Regions from separate parts of the Mus musculus genome. Here region 2 is linked to region 1. Evidence: chromatin contacts called from public Hi-C data. All regions are on one chromosome and are shown on one strand. Each heading gives the region's core, a stretch centred on a gene start, on an enhancer-like site or on the middle of the called end of the contact. The rest is flanking DNA. Distances are from core to core; before and after follow the strand shown.

The links. Hi-C and Micro-C count contacts between places; a contact is called where the count stands out from the background.
Region 2: a Hi-C map of the N1E-115 cell line shows a contact between it and region 1, with 4 times the contacts expected there. The contact joins the enhancer-like site here to the promoter of Gaa in region 1. A contact is called at or near these places in 4 of 484 Hi-C or Micro-C datasets (the HL-1 cell line, the N1E-115 cell line and embryonic stem cells), 2 of 115 datasets of contacts at active chromatin or transcription factors (embryonic stem cells and pancreatic cancer cells) and 4 of 9 other capture datasets (adipose tissue, embryonic stem cells, liver and 1 more).

The regions. Positions count from the first base shown.
Region 1 is chr11:119,265,750-119,269,979 of GRCm38.p6, reverse strand. It overlaps Gaa (glucosidase, alpha, acid), which reads right to left and starts at 2,017. Exons shown (of 20, transcript NM_008064.4): 1 at 1,758-2,017.
Region 2 is chr11:119,337,355-119,341,584 of GRCm38.p6, reverse strand. Card14 (caspase recruitment domain family, member 14) reads right to left here. Exons shown (of 23, transcript NM_130886.4): 16 at 3,767-3,893; 17 at 3,113-3,350; 18 at 2,650-2,713; 19 at 1,899-2,010; 20 at 421-594. Among named protein-coding and RNA genes, the nearest start is that of Sgsh, 16 kb to the left of the region's middle. Within about 2 kb of position 1,699, at least 23 of the 459 cell types and tissues checked have an H3K27ac peak or open chromatin away from gene starts, as enhancers often do. A contact at or near this core is called in the N1E-115 cell line and pancreatic cancer cells, where this site is marked.

The sequences.
Region 1 (4,230 bases), core at 768-3,267:
CGGAAGGGAAGACAGAAGCCAGGTACAGGAGACAATGGGAGACTCCTCAGAGGCAGAGGGTGTCTCTGCAGACATGGGCCCACAACACAGGTACAGACAGATGTGAGGGAGCCAGGACTTTATCGCAGGGCCTTCTGTGTAAGAGAAAAGGGTGAGTGGGAAGGTGGAAGAGCCACCACACCCAAGTCCTACCCCAAGGGGAGGAAGTTGGGAGTGAAGAGCCCAGGACTGGGCCACAGGGTTCACTAGCTGCAGGAGTGTGGGCCTTCTGGAAATGGGGCTTGGGTAGAAGGCTGGGGTGACTTCTCCATGTGGTGGGGCTCAGCACAGAGGACGGTTCTCAGGGTCACCAGACACACTCAGGAGATGGCCCGGCTGCAGAAGAGGCAGCTGTGAATACTGATTAGCACTTGGGGACCAACTGTGGCCATTGGTGAGTCAGGGTGCTTCTGGTTGGCAGTGTTTACCCACAATTCCTGTGACTTTCTCCGGCTAGTGGCTCCCCAGTTTTCCAGTCCAGGAGGGGGTTGTTAACTATGACCCGGCTGGGGCTCTGCCACGCCTAGATGCCAGTAAGCCCCAGGTTGCCGCCATACCTCTCTGATGGACTGCCTATAGACCATGGTGGTTCCGAGGACCCCTACACCATGCACCAAGTTTGGCAATTCACTAGACTATCTCACAGAACTCAGAAAAGCACTTCACTTATATTTACTGGTTGGTTGGTTTTGAAAGCTGTAACTCAAGAACAGCCAGAATGAAGAAATGGGTGGAGAACGGTTGGGAGTGGCTCCCAGGCTCCCAACACTCAAATGTGTTGATCAACTGGGATGGTCTCTGAACCCACGTGGCTGCCATGTTGAGACAGGGTCTGCAGTAGCCCAGGCTTGCCTTAACTTGCTATGAAGCCAGGGATGGCTTGGGTCCCTGCCACCATCTCCTACACGCTGGGCTTTCTGGCATTGGAGACCACAGCCAGCTCTGTTCAGTTCTGTGGGCCTTCGGTTACGTAGGCATGACTGAAATCCGTTACCATGGTGAGTGATTCTCCAGCATCTTGAGGGAGTTGGAGTGCTTGCGTAGGCTGCAGTTTCCTACCCTCCAATCACGCCTTGGTCTTTCAGGTGCCCAGCGGCCATAATGAGCCACCATAATGAGCCACAGAAAGATCCAGTGTGTGGATCTGGCTCGAAGACCAGAGACCCATTTTGTCTTTACTGCCGAGTAAGGCCCAGCTCCACCTGGCCCTTCCAGACGTAAGTGACACTGACCATGATTCAGCATCTAAGGACACTCGCAGGCTCAAATTCTGCGGGGCAGGGTGGGAATCTGCATTTTCCAGGACCCTCCAAGGAGGCCGCAGGGCGCAACTCAGAAACACACGCATTAGAACAAAGTCCCAGAAACTGGGAGCAGGCAGCTGAGGCCCGTTCTCTCAGCCACAATTTAGAGAAAAAAACATGGGAAGGAACTGAACTCAGAGGCCACGGCTGACCTGGTGACCTCAAGCTTGCTTTCTGGAAAGCAGCTGGATCGCTGCGTCACCAGGCACAGGCGTGTCCAAATCCAACCTGTCAGACACGGGAGGTCAAAGTGAAGGTTCTCGGTTTCTCTGTGCCTCAGTTTCCCCCTGCGTCACATACACACAGAGCTTTGCCCGCCTGGTACTGCGGGCACGAACTAGAATCCCGGACTTTACCGGAGCCTGCTGTCTTACTAAGGTCACCGTCCGTGGCTGCCTGGGTCGGGGGTCTCACCTATGCCGCGTGTCTCTGCTCGATTCTCCAAAGCAGGAACTCGCTGACAGTCGGCCCTGCCTGCCTGGAGGAGGCCGCTCCTCCGGAGGCTCTGGGGCCGGAGACAGCCTTCACCAGCTCGCCCAGCTCACCTGCGCAATCACCCTCCAGGCCGAAGACCCCCAGGCTCAGCGGGCAGCGTGGGTCACGTGGTCTGTGGGCGGGGCTCGTCCGCGCGGACCTCGTCACACGACCTCCTGCGTAGGCGGCGGAGTCCGTGTGAGTGTTATCGCTGCGCCCCCTAGTGGCTGAGGGCGACAGTGAGCGCAGGTGTTGGAATGGCAGCCATAGGACGTCATCGCGTTGCAAAAGCTCCAGTAGATTAAACCAGCCCAGACCTGGAGTCAGAGTCAAACACGTGATCGCACAGAAAACCTACGATGGTGAAACAGTAAATGATCCGGGGCATTTGATATAAGTATGATGCAGGTCATACATTGAGCCAGAAGCCCGGGGTAGTAGTGCAGGCATGTGATCCCAGCACTCGGGAAGCAGCAGCAAGAAAGATTGACAATTTGAGGCCAGCATACGACACCTGGTGAAACTCTGTTTCAAAAACCAAAGTTGGCAGGCCGGATGTAGATAGGGGTAGAGCACTGGCCTACCATGTGCAAGGCCCTGACTCTCCTGTACTGCTGGGACCACTGGGGGGTGGAGGGGCATTTGTGCCTCTGGCTGTCAAACTTTTGAAACAATGTACACCAAGAAATTCAACGCCCCCCTCCCCATCCCATGCTGGGAGAGGAGAAAGGCCTGAGAAGACGGTGTCCTCAGCTCTGGCAGCTTGTCGGAGCACAGTGTGTGCAGGCAGGATAATGAGAGCCAAGAGGACTGGCCAGCGAGGGAAGGTGGATGGACTCTGGCCAGCTTGAATGTGCTGAGCTTGGCTCTGGCAATCTTTCCCTTGTGCCCATTCCCTCTGCCTTGCTAAAGAAAAACAAAACAAAACAAAACAAACAAACATTAGATTACATTCCTAAAGCTAGCCATCAAGGTCTCTTCCCTTATTTGGCCACTTCCTCCGCCTAAGGCTGACTGCCAGGGGCCAGCTGTTAAAGTATTGAAGTCCAGCAATCCGAAGCCCCCTTTGGTTCATGTAATTAATACACCAAACCAAACCTTACCACCGCATGCTAGCCCATCCTAACACAGGCCTCCCCTTCTCTCTTCTTTTTTTTTTTTTTTTTTTTTTGTGTGGTTTTTTGAGACAGGGTTTCTCTGTGTAGACCAGGCTGGCCTCGAACTCAGAAATCCGCCTGCCTCTGCCTCCCGGGTGCTGGGATTAAAGGCGTGCGCCACCACGCCCGGCCCCTTCTCTCTTCTTAAAAATGACACCAGCAGCCAACAATGGCAGCACACGCCTTTGATCCCAGCACTGTGAGGCAGAAGCAAGTGGAGCTCTGATTTTCAGGACAGCCTGGTGTACATACAGAGTGAGTTCCAGGATAGCCAACGGTACACAGAGACCCTGTCTTGGGCCCGCCCATCCCCCCTTACACCTGCCGAGTCATTTGCTGCTGTTCTTCACCTTTGTTCCTGGTGGCTTGTGCCTATTCTGGGGTCCGACAGGGAAACCCCTGCTCTGCAGAGGTCTCCTAACAGACAGGAGCGTCCCGTGACCAAGCATGCTTGGCTACACAGCTCTTCTGCCCTATTCAGAGTTAGAGCTCACACCAGGACACACCCCCGCCCCCAATTTGTTCCATTCCCATCTGTTTTACCTCCCAAAGTGGCCACACCAACTAAACCCCCTTTCTCTGCTGTTCACTGTTGTCTCTTTAATTGGTACTGGAGACAGGCGGCTGAGCCTAGTTCCCTAGGGCTGTCAGACGATCAGAAAACTCTAAAACAAGCCCAGCCAGAGCTTACAGGTGCACTACTGAAACAGCTGCTGCTTTCACCTTCCTTCCTTCCTTCCTTTCTTCCTTCCTTCCTTCCTTCCTTCCTTCCTTCCTTCCTTCCTTCCTTCCATCCTCCCTCCCCCCCTCCCTCCCTCCGTCGCTCCTTTCTTTTTTTAAAAAAATTTATTTACTATGAACAGTGTTCTTCCTGCACGTCAGAAGAGGGCACCAGATTCCATTACAGATGGTTGTGAGCCACCATGTGATTGCTGGGAATTGAACTCAGGGAACCTGGAAGAGCAATCAGTGCCCTTAACCACTGAGCCATCTCTCCAGGCTAGCTTTCATTTCTAAACAGCAAGTACTGGAGAAGGCCACGTTTCGGTGGGTGTGTCCAGGGCGGGGTAGGCGGGTGAGTGGAGCTCTTGTGTTGGAGCAGGGTGTGTGTGTGTGTGTGTGTGTGTGTGTGTGTTTGTGGAGGGATGAATAGGGTGGGTGGGGCTGGGGTCTCCCCAGCTGCTTGGCTGTTTTTAGATATCAACCTTTTGCTGGGCAGTGGTGGCACACACCTTTAATCCCAGCACTGGGGAGGC
Region 2 (4,230 bases), core at 450-2,949, 72 kb before region 1:
AAGGCATCTGTTTTCAATGTGCCTGTGTTGGAGGGAGGGGTAATGTCCCATCTCTCTCATGCCCATAAGAACCCAAAATGGACTTTCTTTGGAAGTAGGGTCTTTATGTGAAACAATACTTGGTTATGATAGCCCCTAAGAAGGTCATGTATAGACAAAGACACACATACTGAACTGGTCTGAAATGACCAAAGCCAAGATGGGACTGGGGACTTCCCACACACCTAAAGTGTTGGATGAGCCAGGAAGGACCCACACCTGCAGCCCCCAGAGAGCAGGACTCTGGTGAGGCCCTGAGGTCAGACATCCTGGGAACCATGAGACAGTTGTCACCATTCAGTGTCCCATCTGTGGCCCTCAGTTATAGTATCTCTGAATTTATGGTCCCCTGCTCTGGTCGCTTGACTGAGGAGCACGTACCTGCTGAACATTGCTTAAAACCTTGGAGGAGACACAGCTTTTTACCCAGGATCCTTCCAACTAATCTAGGCACAAACAGCACAGGCCGGGGCCGGGCAGGCCTGTGGGGGTGCACCAGGGTGTACGGTGCCAGGGTGAAGCAGCTCTCTGACCAGAAGCACACGCTAGGACCACCTGCAGAGGACAGAGGTTGTGACCATCTCCCACCTGTGTCCCTGCCCCCTCTCTCCCAGGAGACACTGATTGTGGGGGGCATTCTCAATTTCAGTGCTGCTAACTGCATGCTGGCACAGCTGCTATGCTAACTGTGCATGCTGGCACAGCTGCTATGCTAACTGTGCATGCTGGCACAGCTGCTACAGAGCTCACAGCTCTTCAGAATGAACCTCTGAGGATAGGAGGAGCTTGGTTCCTCCTGAAGGGTGTGAGGGTCCTGCCCTTCACCCCAACTCTTCCCCCTCCTCATCCATGCCGTTCATCCCTGCCCCTCAGGCCACAGCGTCCTCAGCCTCCTCCCTCCTGGACCCTGGGTTATTTAGGTAGCTCCTGTTTTCAATATCAACCTTATTTTTGAAAAGGTTTATTTTTACTTTTACATGTTTTGGTGGTGTGTGTGTGTGTGTGTGTGTGTGTGCGCGCATACCATTGCTTGCAGAGGCTAGAAGACAGCATTGGATCCTGTAGGATGGAGTTACAAGTGGTTGTAAGCTGTCTAATTTGGGTGTTGTAACCAAACCCGGGCCCTCTCCAAGGGCAGTAAGTGTTCTTAACAGCAGAGCCATCTCCTAGGCCCCAGTACCCAGCTTAGATTAGGCATCCAAACTGTCTTAAAGAAAACGAATTATTTCCCTACTACCAGACTCACTTCTGATCAGCTTCACTCTGTAGTTGTTACCCGTGGGCTTACACCAGTCAGACCTCTAGCATGACCACGTGCATACACTGGTCACCTAGTGACCTTCCTTACAGAACACTGGGCGATTGGTAGGTTTTACTGTTCCTGCACACACTTGTGGGCTAGTAGCTTTTGTATAGTTTCACTGGGTCGGGCCTCAGAGTGGGGCACGGCCATTTAGAAGACATCAAATGTGATGCTCAGTTGCTGTTCAGAAGGTGGGTAGATATTTATTATGATCCGTAAAAAACAGCCTGGGGTGGGGGGATGTTGGAGAGATGGTTTTGCTGTTAAGAGCACTGGCTGCTCTTCAACAGACTTTAATTCCAATTACCCACATAGTGACTCACAACCACCTGTAACTCAATCACAATGGATCTGATGCCCTCTACTGGCCTCCGGGGACACTGCATGTCAATAGTACACATAAGTACGTTCATACATACATACATACATGCATGCAAAACATCTAAACAAACAGACAACAGCCCCCGGCCCGAGTGAGAGACACCACCTTGATGGTACTGCTCAGAAGTGACCCCCAATGCCCACATGGTCCCTATGCCAACCAGCCAGGCCTCACCTTCCTCCTTGCCAGAATCCCACTGGCTTTGGTCAAAGGATGAAGTCAGAGGACTGACAGCGGCTTTGTCCACACTGACAATTCGTACTAACTTCTGTGGTCCTCCAGGAGGCTGTCACGGGAGGAACAGGGGGACAGGAAAGAGAGCAGGCTCAGCCATCAGTACTGGGTTTGGGGCCTGACACCCCCTCCCTGCTTCAGCACCCTGCCACATAAGCAAATCCAGAACAGCCTCTGAACAATCAGGCTGTGCCATGAGCAACCGGGCTTCCCAGGCCCCACACCAGGGGTGAGAGGCAGGGGAGGGGCCTCAGGCAGCAGGGCTCTGCAGGAAGGGGTAGGGTGCAATAGGCAGAGAGAAGAGCAGGCCCTCTCCCGACTTAGCATTGCCATGCTCCGGGCAGGGATATCCTAGCACCTTGCTCAGGGACAGATGGGTGCTCAAAGTGAAAGGTGCTCTGTGTCCCAAGAGAACAAGGTGCCCGACCTCAGAGGAAACAAGAACAGGGGGTGGGTTGGTGACAGGAGACTGGGAAAGTGAGGAAGAGCAGGGGCCACTCTGAAACCAGGCCGGTGTGTTCACACGGCCCATTCCAAGGGCCTGCAGGCCCACAGGGCTTGGTGGGGAACACAGGGTCCAGATAGTGCCCTGCTCAGCTCAGTGGTCCACACCCCTCACACAGGATTCCACAGCACCCCGCTCCCTTCCAGCCCACCCCAGGGGCACCATACCCTTCTGCCAGAGCCTCACCTTGCGGGGGACTGTGCACCGTTGAGTCATGTCCTGGATGAGGGCCAGAAGCTGCTGCTGAGCCCTGAGCAAATGAAGGAAGAGAGGCTCTGACAGCCTGACTGAGCCTCCTCAAGGACAAGTGTGACACAGGCAGGGAGCAGGAGTGTTCCACCCTGGGCGCATAGACTCAGGCCTTGAAAATATCTCCTAGGCCTCAGGCCAGGCCAGGCCATGCTAATTTAATTGCCCTACACTGGTCCCAGTGGAGCTAATGCCAGGGCACATAACAGAGAGGCACCTACCACCAGCAGACCCATGCACTCAAGTAAACCTTTTCTTCACTCTTTATCTTGGGCAGGCACTCTGCTATAGTGCAGCGAAGATTCTGGAAGGTGGAGGGACCTCAACACTCAACTGAGACAGGCAGATGTTGTCCTTGGGACATCTGCGGGGTTGTGCAGTGCCAGCAGCAGCTACTCACTGTGAATAGTTGGGGATGGTGCCAGGCTCCATGTCTTTCATGGTGTAGGGGTTCACATGGTGGGCATGCCAGCAGCTGCGGCCTTGGAACATGGTGTCAGTGACATGCAGGATGTCATTGCAGTGAGTTTGCAGTTCTCCGTCCCCTCCCCTCTGCATGGCCAGGTTGACACGGATGTAGAAGGAATCCCCAGACGTTACCACTTTGGCATCTAGGTCCTGGATGAGGTTCTTATAACCTGATAAAAGAAGATGTAAGTGGCTGGGCAGTGGTGGCACACGCCTTTAATCCCAGCACTTGGGAGGCAGAGGCAAGCAGATTTCTGAGTTCGAGGCCTGCCTGTTCTACAGAGTGAGTTCCAGGATAGCCAGGGCTACACAGAGAAACCCTGTCTCGGAAAATCCCCCCAAAAGAAGAAGATGTCAGTGGTTGATGATCCCTGACCTCTGAGCTTACACAAGGAAGGTTCTAGAATGTAGAGATGGGAGAGGGAAAAGTTATGGAAGGCACCCAGTGGGATGGAGGGAAGTTTCCAGTTCATTAGAGTCTGGGGAATTTAGGGAGACCCTGGCTGAACTGCCTTGGCTCCTGGTAGGTACAGCAGGGTCACAGGAGGGGACTGAGAGCTGAGCAGGTGTGGGGTGGTGTCTGTACCTTCAGTGTTGATCTTCACAGACAAGTAGCAGGAGCCATTCACCCTCCTGAGAAGGCCCACAGCCTGCTCCAGCGTTGTATTCTCCAGAGTGGCCCTTAATGATGGCTTGGTAGGTTTATAGTCCACCTGAGGGCAAAGTGTGAAGGTGGGCTTCTCACCAACATGGGATGGCAGCTGAGGTGGGGTGGGGGTGGGAGCCTTCAGAGGACCTCTCGGCTTTCGGCAGCCACCCACATATCTTCTCTCATGGCCTATCCAAATCCCTTGTCACAAGCTGTGTGTAGTGAAGTGAGAATTCTGGAATTCTGGTTTCTTTAAAAACACAGAAATATTACAAGAACGTGTTTTCGTTTTAATCCCAGGTATGGGGATGTGGGGCTGCTTCGGACTGTCCGCAGCAGCTGACTTAAGATTTGCCTCGTGTTCTAGGAGAAGCATGGGGTTGCCAGCTGCAGATAGTTTC